Linked DNA regions of Mus musculus: all the other regions are linked to region 5. A link is a contact called in public HiCAR-type, HiChIP or PLAC-seq, Micro-C and promoter capture Hi-C data. All regions are on one chromosome and are shown on one strand. The core of a region is the stretch at or near the end of the contact, and the rest is flanking DNA. Distances in the headings are between cores, read along the strand shown.

Region 1 (2,700 bases), core at 124-2,623, 650 kb before region 5:
GGCTTGTTCTTATAATTCTAGCACTTGGACAGCTGAGGCAGGAGGACTGCTGTGAGTTTGAGGCCTGCCTTGCAGTGTATAGGACATAAGGAAGAAATAGGGTTTGAGGCAGAAGTGAAGATGGGATGTACTAGGGAGCTGGAGAGGCTTGGGGCCAGGAGGGGAGTGACTGTGGCCTGGTGCCATGCTGTGGTCAGACAGCAGTGGGGGCTCAGAGTTCAGGGAACTGGAAGATTGAGCCAATTTAAACAGCAGGCTAGAAGACCAGGTTTGGGGACAGGTGACAGTGCCAACAGCCTGTAGCACAACAGAACTCAGCTAACCTGCCTCCTACCCCTGAGGCCTCAATAGGCTCTTGTGTGCAATCAAACATGGTTGTTCACCTAACCTTTTTTCTTTTTTTGGAGTTAAGGTTTAACTGTAGAGCCCAGGCTAGTCTCAAAGTTGTGCTTTGTCTGCCTCTACCTCCCAGGTACTAGAATTACAGATGTGATTATTATAAATATTGGTGTCTTTCAACATAACTTAAATCTCCAGATAGACTCTGTGGTGACTCAGGTCCTTTGGTTAAACTGCTATTGCAGTCTTGATTTCTAGAAATGGTGCAGGGGACTACCGGGTGGAGAATCGGGACTGTCTAATACAGTCAGTCAGCACAGTGCCCTAGCTTCTGTCACAGTACCCCCAATGCCCAAACCATATACAATTTCACATGTAATAAATTAGAAATGTTATTGTATATGTTATATACCTAATGTATCGATACCGTTGACAATATGTTGCATGATAATTATATAATAATATAAAGTACTAATTACTATGAGCATACTGTAGACACTAATGGAAGGATGAAATTAATAATAGTTATCTTAATTATATCAGTAACCAATATTTAAGTTAGCTAAATTATTAACATCTTACAGTAGTTAGTAGTTTACATATACTCTAGTCTGCTTTCTTTCTGAGACAAATCTTTCTCCTTTCCTGAGAATAGTGCCTCTGCTCTGTTGATGAGTTTGGGATATTTTTGTCTCTTTTTTAATTTGCACACACTCACTGCACATATTTTCTTCTGACTGAGTGAACATGTCATTTCACCAATCTCTGCAACTGACTTTTAGATTTTTTTTTTTCCTTCCAGCAGTTACTGAGGCTGGAATGAATCTTCTGTGTACCCACTCTGTAGAAAGTCCTCCTGCGAATCGAAGGGCCTCTGTCACAGGCTTGCGTCTGCAGTCAGAGAACCATCCCCTGTTCAAGTCAGAGGCGTTGGTCACCCAGTTTCCTTAGTTTGTGGGCTTATCTATCTACTGTTAATGTTTTTGTTTGCCATAACAGTTTGTCCCCGTGAGTTCACAGCTGACCTGGTTGTGTTGCCTAGGAGCCTTATTTGGGCTGTTGCTAAGGAAACTGGGACACAGCCACCCTGGGGCACTGCGCAAGAACTGACCCTTGCAGTTGGGATCTTTCTTTTGACACTCTAGCTGGCTTTTCTTGAGAACTTTCACTCCAAATAATAGCCACCGAGGGTGCTTTGGCGGGGAGGGAGAGGACAGCTTTATGGGGCCATTTTAGATCAAGTTTTTAGATGTTTCTAGTCAGAGTCCTGACGAGGTGACACATCATGGCGGTGGTCTGTGTAGAAGCTGTTTTGCTGAGGTCCTTGCTTGGAAGACAGTGTTGGGTGCTTGTCTCGGGAGGCCAAGGCAGCTGTCTGGGCGGCCGGGCAGTGGAGGGCAGTTTGGGCTGAGCCTCACTGTGTCAACAAAGGGGTGAGAGTTTGAATGCCACTCGGTCCCCAAATGCTCCTTCCCAGTGACCTTACCCAGGGCGCTGTTTATGCTCTGGAAAATAAGAAGCCTCTTGCCTCCCTTAATCACCTCAGCTTCTGGAATTAATCAGTGATGTCATTTTGTAGAACCCGAGAGAGATCTTCGATATGTTGGCAAAATTTTGGAAGGATTTTCCTTGGCTTCTAAACCTTTATCTTCAAAGAAAGTAAGAAAACCTTTCCATTAAAATTATATTGCTTGTTTGGTGCTTATAGTGTTTATTTTAATATTTATATGTTCTTTAATATTTATAATATCATTAACTAATCTGGTATTTCTCTATGAATACTCTTTTTTTTTTTTTAGAAGAAAACTGGGTGTTATAGGACAGGCCCCTTGGTCTTGCAAACTTTATATGACCCAGTACAGGGGAATGCCAGGGCCAAGAAGCGGGAGTGGGTGGGTAGGGGAGCAGGGGAGGGGGGCGGTATAGGGGACTTTGGGGATAGCATTTGAAATGTAAATGAAGAAAATATCTAATAAAAAATAATAAAAAAAAAAAGAAGTAAGTTGGCAGGCTGGAGAGATGACTCAGCAGTTAAAAGCACTGACTGCTCTTCCAGAGGTCCTGAGTTCAATTCCCAGCAACCACGTGGTGGCTCACAACCATCTATAATGGGATCTGATGCCCTCTTCTGGTGTGTCTGACAGCTACAGCATACTCACATACACAAAATAAATAATTCTTTAAAAAAAAAAAAAAAAAAAGTCGGGGCAGGAGCTGGAGAGATGGCTCAGTGGTTAAGAGCACTAACTGCTTAATATTGAGGAGTGGTTTGGATCCCAGTACAGAAATACCTGTAACTCCAGCCCCAAAGGGTTCATGTCCTCATCTGGCCTCTGCAGGCACCTCCACACATGTGCACAT
Region 2 (2,802 bases), core at 300-2,799, 530 kb before region 5:
CCCTTTTGCGGGGAGGAGGTACAGTACCCTGAAAATGGTGTTGGCTGAAGGCAAAGCTCTAACCACTGCTCTGGCCTGGCCCACAGGCTCGGTCCTTTCTATTATCAGACAGTCAGGGGGGCTGGAGGGACATCAGGACCAGTCCCTGGGAGATAAGCATTCTAGAAGGAAGAAGGCAGGTGGTGGAATTCTCTGGAGCTGGGTTCAGGGGTGACTCTGGGTAGGAGTGCAGGGGATACCCAAGAGACACTACATCTCTCCAGCTGGAGTTTCTCATGGAAGGGCACAGAGCAGAAGGTAAAGATCACACACACACACACACACACACACACACACTTCAGCCTTTCTCTATCTCCAGGGGTCAAAGGGCAGAAAGAGAGCTATTTGGCTGCATCCCTACTGTGTGCCACTTCCTACTGGCTGGGAAAGGGGACAATCAAGACCCCAATTACTGCTCTTTTAGACCCCCAACTCCTGGGCACAGGGAATCAGAAAAGGCCCCGCCCAAGAGGTCTAGTCCAGTTCTCCTTCAGGAGTCAAGGGACAGACAGAGGTGGGGTTGCTGCCCAACCCTGTCCCCGGGGCATTCTACCTATGCAAAAAGCACCATCTGTAGGAAGAGCGAGAGGGGCCAGGCCATGAGAGCACCCATTCAGATGCCACCAGATCACGAGAGTGCTCACTTGGATCCCAGGGCTGAGTGGGTGCTCTCCTGGAGGCTTGGTCTGCTCCTGGCTACTTCGCTACCTCTCCTCGGATTCTGTGGCCACCTCTGCCAGGAAGGTCAGCTTCGTGGCCTTTAACCCTTGCTTTAGACTCTACCCGGCCATTTACCTTCCTGCTTTCCAAGAACAGATGGCTTCACTTCCCTGGCACTTGAATCTGGCACACAGTAGGGATGCACACAGGCTGCCCTGCAGCCCAGAACTTGCCACTCAAGCCAGGCCTAGCAATTATTTCCGTTTCCTAGGTGGGAACAGGGGACTTGCCTTGGTAAAGCCCCTCAGCTGAGTGAAGGCCAGGGGAGGGTTGCAGCAAGGAAAGCCCCCACCCGAACCCCCACCCCCTTCCAGGCGCAAATTTTCAGAGAGGTTGGGGAGGTGAGGGCAAGAAGTTTTGTGACTGGTTTGCCAGGTTCTGTTCCGAATGGGGTCAAGTGTATTCTCCAGCTATGGCAGCAGGTGCTCGAAGGGTTCCTTTGCCCCTGTGGTCTTATGGTCTTCGTGAGGGAGGAACATAAAGGGGTTCCCCCAGTACTTCCACGCTATGTACGCCCTACTCACCGATGATGATGGTGCAAGCGCTCACCAGCCCGATCTCTTTCTTGAGTGCCACCCGCTCCGAGGCGCCCGGGCCGGGACCAGGGCCCGGGGAAGGCGAGGGCGCAGGGCCGGGGTTCCCGTGCCCGCCTGGCTGTTGTATGTGGCTTGCCATGTCGCTGTCCCGCCTCATCCCAGTTCCCTGCGCTACCCCGTCTGTCCGGCCCGCAGCCAGTCCTCCGTCGGTCGGTTCGTCTGTCGGTGCGCTCGCGGCCCTCGCAGCCCGGGACAGCGCCCACAGGCGGGCGCATGCGCTGGCACGGGGCCCGGGCCCCCGGGGGCCCCCGGGCGGCTGGATCCAGGGAGGGACGGAAGGAGGGACGGCCGGCAGCCCCCTCCCCCACCGCCCTTAAAGGGAACTCCCCCTTCCCCCCCACCCCCAACCCTAGTCAGGGGAGACAGGAGGGGACTGGGATCAGACTTAGAAAGGACTTCCTAGTTGAGTGAACGAAGGGGCTACACCCAGACTTGGGTGAGGTGGGGGAGAAGAGCTCAAAGACCAGGCTGTCCCTGCGCTCAAGGAGTGTGAGCAAGACGTGCTGGGGTAGGCGGTGCTGCATGCCCCAGCCTGTACTTTCTAAATCCCTCAAGCCCCATTTGTGAAGGGTGGGCATTGCACAGGTTGAAAACCACCGCCTAGCGGCAATTAGCCTGACAGTGGCACGGTCTCCATGAAGACTTTTTGATAGCTCCCTGGCCTCTAGGCGGTCCTGACTGAGTCATTTGGGATGAATGGAGACTGTCCTTAAAACAATTCTGAAGGCAAAAGGCTTGAGAAGAGTTGAAGATAAGGAGACCCCAGTGGGGCCCCGGGCATCCTGGGAGTTTGGGACAGTCCCCATCACCATCAAATCTATCCCTGCCTCAGCATCCCCTAATTCCTCTTCGGGTCCAGCCTTAGGTCCCCACCGCAGACTCCTCTACACAGGTCAGTCAGGGCACAGTGGACTGGGACTTTGGCCCAGGCCGTCTAGCATGGCTCAAGGTGACCAGACCGCTGGAAGTGCCAGAGAGACGGGAAGAGAACAATTGTGGTAGCAAGGAGGTATCGGGCCCAGGATCCTGGGAAGCCTGCCTCCTCCCGGAAGCCATTGGGCGGTGCAGCCCAGATCGCGGGGCAAATTCATGCGCGGGTGGTGCGAGGGAGCAGGGCCGCGTCGGGGCCACCGGGGCGGCGGGCGGAGCGAGGCTGGCACGGTGTGGCCGACGGCGGAACAGCTTTTGTGTGTTGCTGGCGATAGCTGCGTCGCGCCGTCCCCTGCATGAGGATGAGGCCACTCGGGGCCACCGGTCCTTCCCCCGATCGCGGCCTCAGAGTTTGCTGGGGAAGGGCAGGGAGGACCCGAGATGGGACGAGTTCAGGAGCCCAAGAGCCTGGGCTGGGGGCGGAGCACGGAGGTGGGGTCTTGGCCAGGGCCTGGTACTTCGAAATTGGGGCGGGGACTTGATAAATAGAAGAGGGAGGACTCTGGGGGGACCAGGA
Region 3 (2,743 bases), core at 115-2,614, 680 kb before region 5:
CATAATTAGAAGTTATAATCCTGTAATTCCATGATGACATCTTTCAACTTAAATATACTTTAAAACTTTTTTAAATGCCAAAAGGAACTTTAAAAATTGCCCACTGTCCCCACCTGTCTCCAGATTTCCCTCTTTTCTATTACTACTTCACGTGTGAGCAAAAGTTCTTTAAGATGCCAGAGTCCCGCGGGAGAAGGAAGCTGCCAAGCCCATTTACGAACAATTAAGAATTGATTGCTCTGTGGGAAGCAGTTTCACTTCCCTATTCATGACTGCTCGCTGCGCCTTCGATCGTATCAGTTAGAAAAATATCCACGACAATCTCTCAACCCACCAGGTGATCCTTGGCCAAAGTCCAAAAGCTATTTTTAGACTCTCTAGGGACCCAAGAGGAAGGTGAGGAGTCTGTCACAGTGATTCGCACCTCTAAAGTGCCTTTGAAAGCCAGCAGCTGTTGGGCAATCCCAGCACCGCTGTGGGCGCCTAATGGGGTCGCTTTTGAGGAACTGAGTTCCAGGGCGAAAGGCAGTCGCATTAATTGCCCAGGAGCGCCAAGACGTGCCAAGCGCGCAGAGTCCAGTCTCGCCCTCTCGGTCTCTCGGACAACCAAATACAGATAAATCCACTTTGGAAGAGTGAGACTCCGGTTCTCTGGCTCTCTTGGGCGAGGACAAACGAAGGGGCACGCCCGAGGTCCCCTTGCAGCATCCACTCTCCCTTACCAAGAAGTCGAAGGGGGCCAACGCTGAAAGCACTTGGGAGGCAAAAGAGCAAAACTCGCCCTCCAGATGCACCATGGCTAAGCGCTCGGGTGGAAACTGAGCTGCGGTATAAGTGCAGAGGGACCGACCGAGCTCGCCAGCGTGGCCAGGAGCTGGTCCTTTCCCCACCAGCGCGAGAAGCCTGGCAGGGCCATCCGGATCACCTCCCCAGGTTCCCACCTGCGTGTGGCTTGCCTGTGCACCTGCACGCCCCAGCCCGGCTGCCATCTGCTCGGGGCTCCAAGCCCCGCGCAATCAATCCCCTTTCGACCCCCCTTCTCCGCCCTTCGGCCCGCACCAACTCTGCGGGTCTCTCCCTTCTCCTTCCCCTCCCCCTCCAGTCCAAGCCGACCCCCGCCTCAAGCCCCTTCAGCACGCTCCGCAGTTTGCCAGGACAGAGAGAGAGGGTCTGTTGACTCGCCACTCACCTTTCGAAAGTAGTCGTCACCCTCTTTCTCCAGCGGCTGGGGAGCCGCGGGTAGCAGCGTATCGGTCATGCTGGCAGCGCGGGAGTCCAGGGTGAACTGAGGTGCAGTGGCTACTAAGGGCCCCAGGAGGCGCCGGGACCCGCCCCCGCTCCCGCCCCGACCAGCCAGCCGCCCTGCCGCCCCGCCCGAGCCCTAGAGCGCCAGATATCTGGAGCTCCGCCCCTCTTAGCAAGACCTGGACCTAGGCAGATCCCGAGCCTGGAACTCAGTTCTGCCACCTAGGCCCCGCCTTCAGCCTCCCAAGAGGCGAATCCCAAGCCCTACAGTTCCGCCCCCCGCATTTGCAGTCCTCCTGCATCCCAGAGTGAGCCCCACCCCTGATCTCTGGAGCCACGCCCCATCTCGCCTAGGCCCCGCCCCTCCACCATCCAGTCCTACCGGAGGCGGATACCTAACTCTGTAGCCTCGCCCCGCTCAACTAAGGCCCCGCCCACAACACGCACGGTCCTCCTCCAGCCCCGCCCGAGGCTGAAGCCAGAGCCCTGAAGCCCTGCCCTTGATTGTATAGACCGCGCCCCTGCCCCATGCAAGTGTTAAGTGCTGTCTGCCGCGAGTCTAGAATGGAGCTCTTGCTGAGCCTTCGATCTTAATCTGAGTGTTGTTCACAGCTCACTACCTTGTGAGCGTTAAGGTGGCGCAGCCAGCGGGATCGGGGTTTCAGCAAACGTAGCGAAACCCAAATTCGCCCTTTCTCTGGAGCCCTAGGAATAGTAAATGCAGAGAACTAAATACGTTTGCTTTCCCACTCAGGGACGCGGACATTCATGACCAGTTCATTCGCTGCTCGGAAGCTTTTAAAGGCTCTGGCCAGGAAGGACGGAAAGCTGTTTGCAGGAGAGGAGGCCTCCGAGCGCTTGGGTAGCAGAAGTCGTCGGGAGAGGGGGCCACCTACTGAGCAGGCTTTGTGCACAGGAATTCTGCAGGTGTCTTTAAGGATGCCAGAGTTCCCAAACTCGGTTTTCTCAGTTCTCAAGCCCAAGTGATTTTTTCTCTGGCTGGTCTCGTGTTATAGGTATCGATGTGGTTAGTACAGGAGTAGCAGGGGGTTCCTTAGGCTCGGGGTTCGCGGAACCTCCTACTGGAGAGTAGGTAAACTGGCGTCGGATATTGGTAGCACATCGGGCTACATCTGCAGGAGCCTAGAGCCCCCAGCCTGTAGACTCCTTCCTCACCGCCGCCACCACCACCAAAAAACACCTTTGTCTTCTGCCTTTGGAGGTCTGTGGGTCGCAGTGTAAACCTCAGATTCGGCTTTCAAAACTAACCAACCGTTTTCATGCTCTTTAAGAAGTGTTTTAGGGGCCAGGGGCGTTTAATTTCAGGACTCAGGAGGCAGAGACAAGCGGGTCTCAGAGCCAAGGCTACACAGAGAATCCTTGTCTCGAAAAACAAAAACAAACAACAAAAATGGTGTTAGTATGGCTGCAGAGGTGGCTCAGAGGATAAAAGTGCTTGCCGCTCAGCCTGACAACCTGAGTTCCATTCCCTGGAACC
Region 4 (3,090 bases), core at 156-2,655, 560 kb before region 5:
GAGAGAATCCATGCCATTCTGCTTGTTTCTTTCTTCCTTTCTTTCTGGGGTCATGGTGGTACAGGTCTGGTCATAAACTCAAAAATTCCTCTTCTGGATTATGGGCTATTTGCAATTGCAATGTTATGTGTGATGCTTGCATGTGCCACCAAGTATTTTGCTTGCATGTGTCTATGTGAGCTATACATGTGCCTGGTGCCCGAGGAGGCCCGAAAAGGCTGTCAGACACCCTGGAATCGGAAGTGTAAACCAACGTGGGTGCAGGAACCGAACTCAGGTCCCCTGGAAGATCAGCAAGAACTTTTAACCACTAAGCTACCTGTCCAACCGCCGCCCCCTCATTACCCGATTTTAAAAACCCTTTAATACTTACTGGGAAAATCTACTCTGGCATAATCACAAAAGGCTTAGAAGGAGAACAAGAAAGCACAGAAAGACTCAGAGTTCCCCCAAAGAAACACTTTTGGTTCCTGTACAGTGAAAATGAAGTTAACGAATTCCTGTGTCCACAGCTTTCACTAATGGACCGTTGTTTCCCTCAGCCTTCATAATCTTAATGAGTGGCAGTGCTTGTGAGGGCACGCACAAAAGCTAAAGACCATGGGTGTGTGTGTGGAAGGTGAGGCTCACCCCAGCTTGCGGAGCCTCCTTGCTCGGGGGTATTTGGGGACCTCTGATTTAGCATCAGTTTTAAAGAACAGCTGACCTCAATTGACCCCAACTCCTCAATTCCTCTTCCAAGTTCATTCTGGTTTTTGCCTCTCCTGGATTCAAACCCTTGGTTGACAGGTTGTCTCCAGACTACAACCACACGCTTAAAAAGCATACATCATCGCGGTTCCCTAGAGGATGAGGGGGTAACTGAGCTGGTCAGGGGCACAACTGGGTGTCCAAAGTCCTCTCAGGGTTCTCATCAATGTCTCCACACAGGCCTCACTTTTTACAAGGGAGCCACTTTAGAGACAGGATGAGGTAAATGAGAAGGACAGAGGGCCAGCAGGAGGAGAGAATTCCCAAAGCAAATCAGCCAGGAACGCATTGCATTAGGAAGAAGTCAGGTCCCAACCTTGGGCCTCGACTCATTGTCTTGGCCCCCATCAGCCCTTTCCACGCCATCCCACCTCAGTCTCCCTCTCTTCCCCAGCACAGTCGCCTGGCTTCGGGAAAGAGACCAGATCTTGGGATCAAAGGGCGAAGGCGAGCGCTTCCCCGGACCATAGGCGCAATGCCAGCCCTAATCGCTGAGCCAAGGTTCAGAGCTAGCGGGTTCCGGTCGGAGCCGCGTGCGTGGAGCTGTCCAGCACCCCGAGGCGGGGCGTGCGCCCCCCGGCCCGCCCCAGCCTCCTCCGCCCGCCCTGTCAGCGCCACTGCGGCTCGGCGGGCGCGTCACGTGGCTAGCGCGGCGCGGCCTCCCGGCTCCGGGCTTAGGCGAGGGGCCGGCCGGGAGGACGGACGGACCGAGCGACGCACCCTCGTAGGCACCGTGCGGCGCAGCGCGGGCGGCCCGGGGACCGACGGGCAGGGCGCGCCGGGGCATGGGCGCGCCGGAGGTCTCGGTGCGCAGGCCGGGCTGGGCGCGCCGGCCGGGGCTCCGGGACAGCGGCGGGCGAGGGTCTTCCCTGGCGACCGCCGCTGAGCCCCCGCGGGGCCCGTGACGCCGCGGCCGATGTGGCCCCGCGCGTTGCGGGCCTGCACCGCCGCCGCACAAAGACGCCGCCGCAGCCGCCGCCCGCACCCGGGCCGCAGCCGCCGCGCCAGCCCTAGCCCCAGGCGGAGCCCCGGCCGCAGGGCAGCAGGCGTCCGCGCGCGGCCCGCCCCGGCATGGAGAAGCGCGCGGCCGCGGGGCCGGAGGGGGCGCCGGGCGCCAGGGCGCCGCTCGCAGTCGTCTGCCTGGGTGAGTGGGCCGCGAGGGGCCGGGCGGGATGGGAGGGCTTGGAGCCTGCACTGCGATGGCTTCCGCGCCCAGGCACCCTTGGGCTGCCGAGGAGGGAGCCTCCCACCACAGCAGAACCCCAGGCCCGGAGCTGGGGGACGAGAACGCTGGCCTTGGGTTCCTGGGAGAGGCTGGGGTCTTCCTGATGCTTTCCAGCCCGGCCTGCCTGAGTGGTGCTCTGGCTTCCAGAGCTGTGGACAAAGGCCTGGACTACTGCTCCCTAAAGAAGGAACCCTTTCCTGCCTGGAGTCCTGGACAGGCCTGGGAGCTAGCCAAAAGATGGGGACTCAGCATGGGGGCTTGTGGCGGGGGGGAGGGAGGCAGATGTGAGAACTCATTTTCCCATTGTGTCTTCCCAGACCCAGATGGTCATAGGTCGGTTCATCCCTGATGGGGGTTGGGGGGGGGGGTCTGAGTCTGTTCCGGGGAGGGCCAAGAACCCGCCAGGACTGGAACCTAGGTTAGAAGGCTCCTTCCCTGACCAGGAAAAATTTCTGTCCACTTTCCCAGAGCCCATTGCAGGAGAGGGGAAGGAAGGAGTTAAATCCCCAACCCACATGGTTCTTTATTTACCTTGATGAAGGAGGGAGGCCCTTAGAAGAGCTGGGTCATTAGGGGACACCCAGTGATATCACTGTTGAGGGCCTAGGAATGTGACAGGCTCCCTAAAACCACTGAAGTGACAAAGTTGTGAGGGGTGTGGGGCAGCTCTTTCTTTTTAAACTGTAACTCTCATCTGGCCTCCAGGAATAGAGAAGGGTGAGTGTCCAGGAGAGGACTACTGCACAGGCTATGTGAGCTAATCTAAGCAGTGGCTTATATGCCCTGAGTTCCTGCTTCACCTGCTGCTAGTGGTCACTGTGTCTGGGTCCTGGCTATTGTGTTTCCCAGGTGGGCAGGGCAAAGGTGAGGGCTTCCTTGCTCAGGAGATGCCCGTGTCTGGGTCTAACAGAACCAGAATGCCCTGGGGGTGCAGATGGGGTGAATACCCCTATTTCTTCATCAAATGTAGAATCACTGCTCCTGAGATGAGTGCCTCAATCATGGAGGGGGGGCACCCTGGTCCCCAGGCTGTTAGAATTCTTTTCATTTGGCTTAGACTCTGTCTCAGCCTGGAGCCAACTGAAGCAATGGACATTCCTACTGAGGTGGACACT
Region 5 (2,705 bases), core at 163-2,662:
TTCCCGTCTGGCCTCGAGAGCACCCCCAGGAGTTTGGCCAGTAGAGGGCGCCCAGGCCCGGCCGGAGTCTGTAAAGGGGGGCCCGCGCCGCTGCTCCCGGCCGAAGCGCACCCGCCTTCCTAGCCGAAAGCCTGCCTTTGGCCCGGGAGTCCCGGGAACCAGGCGGGGGCGCAGTCTGGGCAAAGCGCACCGGCCGCGATCCGTTTCCTAGGAGCCGAGAAATGGTCGAGGAGGAGGGACGGGCGGGGCGCAAGGGAAGGAGGAGGAGGAGGAAGGGGCAGCGGGGGAGCAGCTAGGGGCATTCTGGGTGCAGGCCTCCGCGCCGCAGGGACCTTTGGCCGCCGCCGTCTCCATCGCGCCGCGCTCGTCCAGGAAATGGCGCGAGTGGCCGCAGGCGACGGGCCGGGTGCCCCGCGCTCCCCTCCCCCGCGGTGGCCACCGCGTGTCCGCAGACGTCACGGCCGGCGCTGCTCCCCGGGAGAGGGGCAGCCGGGGCCGAGACCCGGGGAGAGAGGGAGGGAGAGAGGGAGGTAAGCCGCCTGGCAGCCCAGTTTCTCTCCCCTCCCCACACCAAGTCCCGCCCTCAGCCCCGGGGCGCCGCGGCGGCGGCTGCTTCTCTCCTCTTTGTAACCGAGGAGTCGAGAAATGTGAGAAACGTGCCCTGTGTTACTTATTTGGGAGTCGAAAATTTATGCCCAGCTGAAAGCGCCCGGGGAAATATTACATCAGATGAAATGACAATGATTAAAATCAGCCTCTCCCCCGCCCCCTCCTCGAGCCCGGAGGAGGCCCGGGCGCCGCGTGGCCGGACGGCGGGGGGCTGGGGCGCAGAGGGCGCGGGGCTCGGGCGCAGCGCTCCCGGAAGGGTACTGGTCCAGCCCCCTGGCACCCAGGCACGGGGCTCCGGGACCCACGGGTGGGGATCGCGAGGTGGGAAGGAAGTGGTGGCGGTGGGGAACGGTGCATTTTTTTTTTGTCGCGGAGCGCGGCAGGCGCGGGCGCGCGGAGCTAATTGCGACTCTAATCCTCTGCCCCGAGGCGCAGCCGAGCCCCGAGCCAGGAGTCGCCCGCGCGCGCCCGCTCGCGCTCGCCGCGCCGGGGTAATTTGGAACCGGATCGCTGCCCTTTGCAATCCGGGCTGGGCCGCGGCGAGGCGCACAGGCTACCGGCTGGTTTTGGGGGGCTATTTTCTCCCCTCCAGCCATCGGGGGAGGCCGCTGGAGAGAGAGGGAGGAGAAGAGGTGGGAGCGGCGGGAGGGCAGCCGGAGAGCTGCGCGAAAAGGAGGCGGCGGCGGCCGCGGCGAAGAGGGAGGAGGCGAGGGGAGGGCGGGGAGGGGAGGCCCCGGCGCGGCGCGCCGCGAGGGGCCGCGCGGAGCGGGGGCCGGGGCGGGAGGGGTGGGTGGGGGGAGGGTTGGGGGCGAGAGAGAAAGTAACTCCAGGACGAGACCGGAGCGACCCGCGCGCATCGAGCGCTAGGCGACGGGGCTGCGCCGGGCGCCCGACACCGGCGGCTGCGGGGGGCGGGGGCTGCGCCGGTGCCCGATCCACTGCTCCGGCTCCGAGGTAAGCCCAGCACGGGCGGCCACCGCTCAGTGCCGCACACCCCTGGTTCCCAAAGTGGCTGCAATTCCGAGAAAGTCACTCGGCCCCGGGCCGGGACCTAGGCTGGGGGCGGGGGGGCGGCTGCTTTGTCCCTCTGCTGAGCGCAGGGGCTGGCGGCGTGGGGGCGCCCAGCACAAAGGCCTGGCGCGCACGGGGCGGGGGGGTGCCCACGTGGGCTGGTCCTAGCCGCGGGTGGACCCTCCCCACTCGGCCGGGCTCTGATCATCCTGCTGTGCGGAATATGCGTCCAGGTCCTCCGCACTCTGGTTCCAGTATGGGCTCGAGTGCCCTGCAGAGCTGATGACTTTCCTGAGTCTGAAACCGGCTCCATGCAGCTGGGCTTTCGGGGCTCACAGGACCGGGTTGGCGCCCAATTTATAGAAAAGAAAAAAGTCTCTAACGGGACAGATGTGCGTTCTCTGACGCCCACCCTACGAGTCTCATGCTAGACGCACTGGTGGTGGTTCCAAGCTCAGGAAGGATGTGGGGCGGGGAACGCGCCGCCCCAAGACCGGACCGCGGTCTCTAGATTTCCACTGCCCACACGCACCCCCTCATCTGGATGCGAACACCCTCATTCTCCCACTCTCGCGTCACAGTAGCACCTCTCTACCCTCCCTCGAGAAGCCCCCGACTGTAGAAAGATAAACCTTCAAGTTTTCACTCCGTGTCTCAAATGTGCATGAAGGAATTTAACTGCGCGAGTGAATAACAGCATTAGTTTCAATTAATTTTTTTTAAATCCCGGCAACAATAAACTTTGAGAACAAAAGCGCTTTTACGTCCTTAATTAGGCGAGCTTCCCATCTGTGGTCTTGAAGTGTCTGCCTCTTGATTTAACTTTGTCTCCGCCCCCCACCGCACTCCCACCCCTTCTTCGCTGGGCCCTTCGGGTACCTTGGCCACCCCGCCCGCGGGGCCGGAGGTTCGGCCCAGCGGATCCTGTAGCCCCGAAGTTCACACCGGCCGGCTGGCTTTGCGGCCCCGCTGGCGCGCACCAGGTGGCCCGCTGCGTCCCTCCCGTTCCACCCCTGGACAGTCCTGCAGGCCCCTGGCACTGCTGCCTCGGGCAAGCGCCCTGGGCGTAAGAGCTGAAGGGAACT
Region 6 (3,134 bases), core at 11-2,510, 520 kb after region 5:
GGCGGGTTGGGGGGGATGGGCCAGACACTACAGTTTCCCTTCCATCTGGGAAGCAGGTGTCCCAGCTGGCTCTTTGCACAGTGAAGGCCAGGCTTCTGTGCATCTGGGTAGGTCAGTCTGCTGCCAACAAGCTCCCTTCCCCTGGTACTGGGGCATGTTACCATCCCCCTCTGAGAAAAGGGAGTCTGGAAGTGAAGGGCTTTCCTTTAAAACTGTTTTCCTGATTACTGGGACACAACACATGAGGTTTGGTTTTCTTTCCCATGACAGCTCTTGCAGGGTAAGACAGATTTTTGTTTGTTTGTGGGTTTGGGGTAAGATACAATATGGGAGTCTCACGTTCAGCCTGCTTCCTTCTACCAGGGTAACTAACACGGAGAAAAGGAAACAACTGGATTTTCCAAGGCCTAGTGGATACTGGTTCTAAATTGACAATAATTCTGAGAGTCCCCTCACATCGGAAAAAACAAACAAACAAACAAACAAACAAACAAAAAACCCTTAGACTCATTATGGCTCTCCAATTAAAGTAGGGATGCCAGTTGATAAACAGGCTTGTTTTGCTTGCTTGTACATCATGCACGACGTTCATGCCTAGCAGTGGAAGAGGTGGTCAGATTTCTTCGAACTGGAGTTAAGGAGAGTTGTGAACCATCGTGTGGATGCTGAGAACTGAATTTGGGTCCCCTGCAAGAGCAACAAACTCTCCTAACCTCTGAGCCATGGCTCCAGCCTAAAAGAATTTTGGTGGAAGTCACACTTACAATGGGTCCCGGAACTCATCCCGTGATTCTTTTCTAAGTCCCAGAATGTGTAATTGGGACGGTTATACCTAGACTTTGCTAGAATCCTTACACTGTGTTTTGAAACTGCCAGAATTCCCACGTTGGTGTCACATCCATGTGGCACAAAGCAGGCAGCATCAGGCTGTGTTCCTTTAGCAGAGGGCCAGGGAGGAATATGGGGAGGGAGGATGTGGGCTCGGGGCTCAGCCTGGGGGTGGGGGGGGAATCTGGAATGTGCCCTGAGGCCTCGGGGTGGACCAGAGCCTGGGCCACCGCTGTCCCGCCCGCGTCCTCGCGAAGTCTGCGCACCCCTCGGCCGGGCCGTCGCCGCCCCCCCCCACATTCCAGAGGCCGCTGCGCAGTCTCCTTCCTCACATTCCTGACGGGGCAAAGGAGTCCCTCCGTCCCCCCGCCCCCTGCGCGCGGTCTCGAAGCGGAGGGGGCGCGGCCCCGAGCTGCGCGCGCATTCCTCCGCCGCGCGCCTCCGTTCCTCCCTCCCTCCCCGCCACGGCCCCGCGCGAGAGTGCGGCCCACGCCGAGCGACCGCGACCCGGGCCCCGCCCCGCCCCGCGCCCAGGGGTCCCGGGGCGGGCTGCGGGCCGGCGGACGATGCGGCGGCGCTGCCGGAGCGGCGGCGGCGGGCGGCGGAGGCGGAGGTGACGCGCCGCGGCGGGCCGACGGCCATGCAGCGCTCGCGGACGGCCGCGGACGACGCGGCTCTGCTCCTGGCCGGGCTGGGCCTGCGCGAGTCGGAGCCGACCGCCGGCTCCCCAGGGCGCGTGCGGCGCGGGCCGAGGGCCGTGGACGAGGCGGCGCCAGCGTCGGGCCGCCGAGGCAAGGGTGGCTGCGGCGGCCCCGAGGCCGCGCCCGACGTCCCGAGCCGCCCCGAGCGAGGCCCGCGCGCCAGCCTCGCGGGCTCGGACGGCGGCAGCGCGCGCTCGAGCGGTATCAGCCTGGGCTATGACCAGCGCCACGGCCCCGGCCCCGGGCCGCCGTCGGGGGGCAGCGCGCGCTCCAGCGTGTCCAGCCTGGGTTCCCGTGGCTCAGCGGGCGCCTGTGCAGACCTGCTGCCGCCCGGCGTCGGCCCGGCGCCCGCCCGCTCTCCGGAGCCTGCCCAGTTCCCCTTCCCGTTGCCGTCGCTGCCGCTGCCCCCGGGCCGGGAGGGCGGCCCGAGTGCGGCCGAGCGGCGGCTGGAGGCGCTCACGCGGGAACTGGAGCGCGCGCTCGAGGCGCGCACGGCGCGAGACTACTTTGGTGAGCGTGCGCGGGCCAGGGTCTGGGTCGGGGGTCCCGGGGTTCTGGTAAGGGCTGTTCTCCAGCCACGGATGCGGAGATGCCCGGCGCTTCCTGACTTGAGGCGGGGGTGGGGTGGGGGTGGGTGAGGGGTGGGATCCAGACAAAATCAGGCTGATTGACAGCCTAACCTGTTTTCTGGACACTTAAAAAAATGATTATTTACTTAGAGACAAGGTTTCACTCTGTAGCTTAGACTGGCCTGTCTTCCTGCCCCCGACTCTGAAGTTCTAGGAGTAGAGACATATGGACTCTGCAAAAGATTCAGTTAGGTGTATATTGAAAGTACCTCGGGAGGTCAGAAGGTGTCAGATTCCTGGAACTGGAGTCTGGTTGTGAGCAGTATTGGGAACTGAGTCTTCTCCGTTGAGAAGTTGAGTCTTCTGCAAGAGCACCAAGCTCTTACTGCTGACCCATTCTTAAGCTCCTTTGCTGGGCATTCTTCTTCATCCCTAGTATTGCCCCTAATAAAGTTTGATGAAGAGCAGAACGGAAGCGTCTCCCCTTCCAACTGAGGCATGGATAGGGGCAGAAAGATGGGGTTCCCCGGGTACCCCTGAACCTGTGTGACTGAGACTTCAGTGCTGGTAGAGGCTGTAGGTGGAACTGTGTGAGGCTACAGGACCAAGGCAAGCATTCAAGGCTTCTCTGGGCTAGGTCTTATAAACAGGATATTTCCTACAAGAATACCGAGCTAGGGGGGTAGCTCTGTGATAGAGCACTTGCCTATCACTGCCCTAGGTTTGTTTTCCAGCAAGGCAAAGCAAATAAACAAAACCACAAACCAGCCTTACATCTGGTTACACATAGATAGAAAAAATACAAAGAAAAATACGCGTTCAGACGTCACCCTTTAGCTTGGCATGGTTGGTACAGACCTGTGATGCCAGCACTGGGGGTTCAGGAACAGTAGGATAGTTTAAAGCCAGCCTCGTCTACATGTAGTTCCCAAACAGTCAAGGCTACAAAGTCAGACTGTGCTTCAAAAAGTGGCAACAGAAAATAGACTTTATATCATTAAATACCAAAGAAAGGGACTCTGACTCATAACAGCCC
Region 7 (3,120 bases), core at 608-3,107, 620 kb before region 5:
TGCACACAAAGAAAACAGTAGAATTCGATCAAATGTGTATTTCACCATGCATTCTAAGTACATGCCCCATAGCAGATATGTAATTTTTGTTTTTTGTTGTTGTTGTTTTGTTTTGTTTTTGTTTTTGTTTTTTTTTTTTGAGACAGGGTTCCTCTGTGTAGCCCGGGCTGTCCTAGAGCTTGCTCTGTAGACCAAGTTGGCCTCAAACTCACAGAGAAATGCCTGTCTCTGCCTCCCAAGTGCTGGGATTAAAGCTGGGTGCCGCCATGCCTGGCTAGATATGTAACTTCTTGATGATATCCTTTGCAGCACGATATTTTTAAACTGATTTAAATTGATTTGTTTTGGAGATAGGGTCTCACTCTGTATCCATGAATGACATGGAACTCTGTGTAAGAATCAGGCCGGTCTTGAACTCACAGAGATGCATCTGCCTCTGCCTCCTGAGTGTTGCAATTAAAGGGGTGCTCCTTGGGTCTGGAGAGTTGGATTAGCATTTAAGAGCTGGTGCCATTCTTCTTGAGGACCAAAGTTCAAATCCCAGCACCCATGCCAGGTGGTTCCCACTGCCTGTGAGTCCAGCCCCAGGAGACAGAAGCCTCTGGTCTGCACAGACACCCGTACTTATATGCGCACACCCCCTTAAATGTAATAGAAAGGAAATCTTTAAAGGTGGCTACTAGAATGCCCAGGAATTTTATTTTATTTTATTTTGGACATAGTTTATTTCCGTTTGTCTTTTCTTTTCATTCTTTTATTTTCCCCCCAAAGTCTAGACAGAAACCAGGGATTCCATTACACAGAAGAAAAATAGGAATAACAATTTGGAGAGAGAACCCTGTGTTCTCTGCTGTCGAGTGATGGTGGGTGAAAGAAGGGTCGATCGCCTCATCCCTTACATTCAAGGCCTTGGGGTGTGTCTAGCAAACAGAGAGGGTGTTCGGACTCTTCTAATTGTGACATAAACTTATAAGGCACACGCATATGCATTTCACTTGGCCTCAGTTGGGAGGAAATGTTGTTTCTGCCCATAGCGCTATAGGAAGCAAAAAGGGGCAACACTGGTGTGGCGCTGTAGTTGAGTAATCCTGGCAATGGCTGCTCAAGTCCTTTGCTAGCTGCCCCAGTTCAGTTCTCAAATGAAACGCACTCATCCTTTTATTTTATGTGCCTTTATCAGCTGAATGGAACACTCACAAACTTCCACATTGCCTCCCCTCCGATATTCCTGAATAATTACTTGCTAAAATCTATATCCATCTTTGTACCCTAGACCCAATCCCCCCACCCCCACCCCAACCCCAGGGCCGTTCATCTCTGGCCCTTACACGAGTGTATGCTTTCCCATTCTCAGCTCTTAAGCCTGGTCCTTCTGCTTCTCCTGCACAGCAGCAGTTCGGCCTCTTCCTCTGTGGCCCTCTTGCCCTAGGATCCTAAAGTCCCGCCTCTATCTCCCCGCCCAGCCATTGGCTGTCGGCAACTTTATTTGCCAATCAGAACCAGCTGGGGGTAGGGACCCTCTGGGTCGCCCATGCAGAATTCTCGTGCAATTTTGGGAACTCATACAGCACGTGCTAAACCAAATCCACAACACTGGTCACTTGGCTCCTCTCTCCAAACATGGAGTCTGTCTTTCGGGAAGGGAACAGTAACAGCAGCCTTGGCTCATCTGTGAAGATCAGTCACGGTTTACCCGTCCGTCCCGCCATCCCCGGGATGGAGAGTCACTACATACCGTTCATAGGAGATTTAGAGGCTTCCTTGGGAAGTGTTTCGAAGCTCTGTCTTTACAACTGGCGGAAGTGGGGTCCGGGCACTGGTTCCACCACGCCAGGGAGCTTGTTTGAAATGCAGAGGGCGCTATACTCTGCCGCAGACCTCTCTTGATCCTGGGCGATCACATAGATTCTTCTCCAAGTAGAAACAGTCACACTGATAAAGCAGGTTCAGAAAGTGAACTGCCTTCGCTGTCTCGCCCTGACTGTCCTTTTCCCTCCCTCGTGGCGACTTTCCATCTTCTTACTGTCGTTTCCCCTTTGCTGAGGACACAGGCACACATGATTTTAATTGTGATGGCATTTATCTATTCTTGCTGTTGTCTTTTGGTGTCAGATCTAAGAAACCACCAAGGGAAGAGAGGGGATATTTACACTTTTGCTTTCCTCCGAGTCTTAGAGTTTCAATACTCAACATTTAAGCGCTTTTTAAAAAATATAATTTTAAAAAAGATCTTATTTATTTTATGTATATGAGTACACTGTAGCTGTCTTCAGACACACCAGAAGAGGGCATTGGATCCCATTACAGATGGTTGTGAACCACCATGTGGTTCCTGGGAATTGAACTCGGGACTTCTGGAAGAGCAGTCAGAGCTCCTAACCATTGAGCCATCTCTCCAGCCCAACAGCTTTTGATCCATTTTGACTTTGTTTCTATATGTGGTAGAAGTCTGTTTGTTTTTTTGTGTGTAAATAACTAAATTTCCCAGAAAATGTGCTTCAAAAGCTTATTCTCTCATCTTTGTATGTGTATGTCATGTATACTAGCATTCCTGGAGTGGGGATGTGTGCGTGAATAATTTTTGGGGAGCAGGTTCTCTTTCCACCTCGTGGGTCCTGGTGATGGGGGTCAGACGCACACTGGCTTCATCTCTGGCCTCACTCCCTACCTTGGTGTTTCTTGTTTGTTTGTTTACAACACAAAGTTTCTCTGTGTAGCCCTGGTTTTCCTGGAACTTACTCTGTGAACCAACCAGGCTGGCCTTGAACTCACAGAGATCTGCCTGCCTCTGCCTCCCAAATGCTAAATGCTGGGATTAAAGGCTTGAGCCCCCACAGTACGACCTACCCGGGTGTTTTTATTTGTTTGGTTTTGAGACAAGGTCACTCGCTGGGACCTGGGGCTCACTAGCTCACCAGGTAGGTTGGGTTGGGTGGCCGGCCAGCCCCAGGGGTTCGCTGTCTACCTCTTCAGTGCAGGGGTTCATTACAGGCAGATACCACTGGCACTTGCTGTGGGTTAGGGGAAGTCTGGAATTTAGAGGACAATTTAAGTTGGGGCTCTCCTTTACGATGTGGGTCCTAGGGACTGAACTCAGGTCACTAGTCTTGGCAGTAAACA

The links. Promoter capture Hi-C pulls out the DNA fragments that hold promoters and counts their contacts. Hi-C and Micro-C count contacts between places; a contact is called where the count stands out from the background. HiCAR-type assays count read pairs that join an accessible place to other places. HiChIP or PLAC-seq counts read pairs in DNA pulled down with a chosen protein or histone mark.
Region 1: a promoter capture Hi-C map of liver shows a contact between it and region 5, with 2.1 times the contacts expected there. The contact joins the enhancer-like site here to the promoter of Kctd15 in region 5. A contact is called at or near these places in 3 of 39 promoter capture datasets (the 3T3-L1 cell line, hippocampal neurons and liver).
Region 2: a HiCAR-type map of astrocytes shows a contact between it and region 5, with 3 times the contacts expected there. The contact joins the promoter of Slc7a10 here to the promoter of Kctd15 in region 5. A contact is called at or near these places in 13 of 39 promoter capture datasets (the 3T3-L1 cell line, 3T3-L1-derived adipocytes, the C10 cell line and 9 more), 3 of 484 Hi-C or Micro-C datasets (CD4 T cells, CD8 T cells and bone marrow-derived macrophages), 12 of 115 datasets of contacts at active chromatin or transcription factors (astrocytes, bone marrow-derived dendritic cells, embryonic basal ganglia and 8 more) and 2 of 9 other capture datasets (adipose tissue and liver).
Region 3: a Micro-C map of embryonic stem cells shows a contact between it and region 5, with 2.1 times the contacts expected there. The contact joins the promoter of Rhpn2 here to the promoter of Kctd15 in region 5. A contact is called at or near these places in 3 of 39 promoter capture datasets (the 3T3-L1 cell line, hippocampal neurons and liver) and 1 of 484 Hi-C or Micro-C datasets (embryonic stem cells).
Region 4: an H3K4me3 HiChIP or PLAC-seq map of embryonic forebrain shows a contact between it and region 5, with 2.9 times the contacts expected there. The contact joins the promoter of Lrp3 here to the promoter of Kctd15 in region 5. A contact is called at or near these places in 5 of 39 promoter capture datasets (the 3T3-L1 cell line, the C10 cell line, hippocampal neurons and 2 more), 2 of 115 datasets of contacts at active chromatin or transcription factors (embryonic forebrain and forebrain) and 1 of 9 other capture datasets (liver).
Region 6: a contact with region 5 is called in a promoter capture Hi-C map of liver, with 2.1 times the contacts expected there. The contact joins the promoter of Wtip here to the promoter of Kctd15 in region 5. A contact is called at or near these places in 1 of 39 promoter capture datasets (liver) and 2 of 484 Hi-C or Micro-C datasets (embryonic stem cells and uterus).
Region 7: a contact with region 5 is called in an H3K4me3 HiChIP or PLAC-seq map of neural tube, with 6 times the contacts expected there. The contact joins the enhancer-like site here to the promoter of Kctd15 in region 5. A contact is called at or near these places in 9 of 39 promoter capture datasets (the 3T3-L1 cell line, 3T3-L1-derived adipocytes, hippocampal neurons and 4 more), 1 of 15 datasets of contacts at CTCF or cohesin (embryonic stem cells), 6 of 115 datasets of contacts at active chromatin or transcription factors (craniofacial prominence, differentiating embryonic stem cells, embryonic forebrain and 3 more) and 1 of 9 other capture datasets (adipose tissue).

What each region holds. Positions count from the first base shown.
Region 1 is chr7:35,298,519-35,301,218 of GRCm38.p6, reverse strand. Gpatch1 (G patch domain containing 1) reads left to right here. Exons shown (of 20, transcript NM_026181.1): 9 at 1,919-1,998. Among named protein-coding and RNA genes, the nearest start is that of Gpatch1, 19 kb to the left of the region's middle. Within about 2 kb of position 1,373, at least 24 of the 459 cell types and tissues checked have an H3K27ac peak or open chromatin away from gene starts, as enhancers often do. A contact at or near this core is called in liver, where this site is marked.
Region 2 is chr7:35,185,132-35,187,933 of GRCm38.p6, reverse strand. Slc7a10 (solute carrier family 7 (cationic amino acid transporter, y+ system), member 10) reads right to left here and starts at 1,549. Exons shown (of 11, transcript NM_017394.4): 1 at 1,284-1,549. The coding sequence starts at 1,452.
Region 3 is chr7:35,332,858-35,335,600 of GRCm38.p6, reverse strand. Rhpn2 (rhophilin, Rho GTPase binding protein 2) reads right to left here and starts at 1,364. Exons shown (of 15, transcript NM_027897.4): 1 at 1,190-1,364. The coding sequence starts at 1,258.
Region 4 is chr7:35,213,660-35,216,749 of GRCm38.p6, reverse strand. Lrp3 (low density lipoprotein receptor-related protein 3) reads left to right here and starts at 1,405. Exons shown (of 8, transcript NM_001024707.2): 1 at 1,405-1,894. The coding sequence starts at 1,822.
Region 5 is chr7:34,653,105-34,655,809 of GRCm38.p6, reverse strand. It overlaps Kctd15 (potassium channel tetramerisation domain containing 15), which reads left to right and starts at 1,412. Exons shown (of 7, transcript NM_001360820.1): 1 at 1,412-1,563.
Region 6 is chr7:34,131,394-34,134,527 of GRCm38.p6, reverse strand. It overlaps Wtip (WT1-interacting protein), which reads left to right and starts at 1,260. Exons shown (of 8, transcript NM_207212.2): 1 at 1,260-2,039. The coding sequence starts at 1,469.
Region 7 is chr7:35,268,243-35,271,362 of GRCm38.p6, reverse strand. The region is part of intron 1 of Wdr88 (WD repeat domain 88); the gene reads left to right. It also overlaps a transcript of Gpatch1 not described here. Among named protein-coding and RNA genes, the nearest start is that of Wdr88, 5.8 kb to the left of the region's middle. Within about 2 kb of position 1,857, at least 62 of the 459 cell types and tissues checked have an H3K27ac peak or open chromatin away from gene starts, as enhancers often do. A contact at or near this core is called in craniofacial prominence, differentiating embryonic stem cells, embryonic stem cells and 1 more, where this site is marked.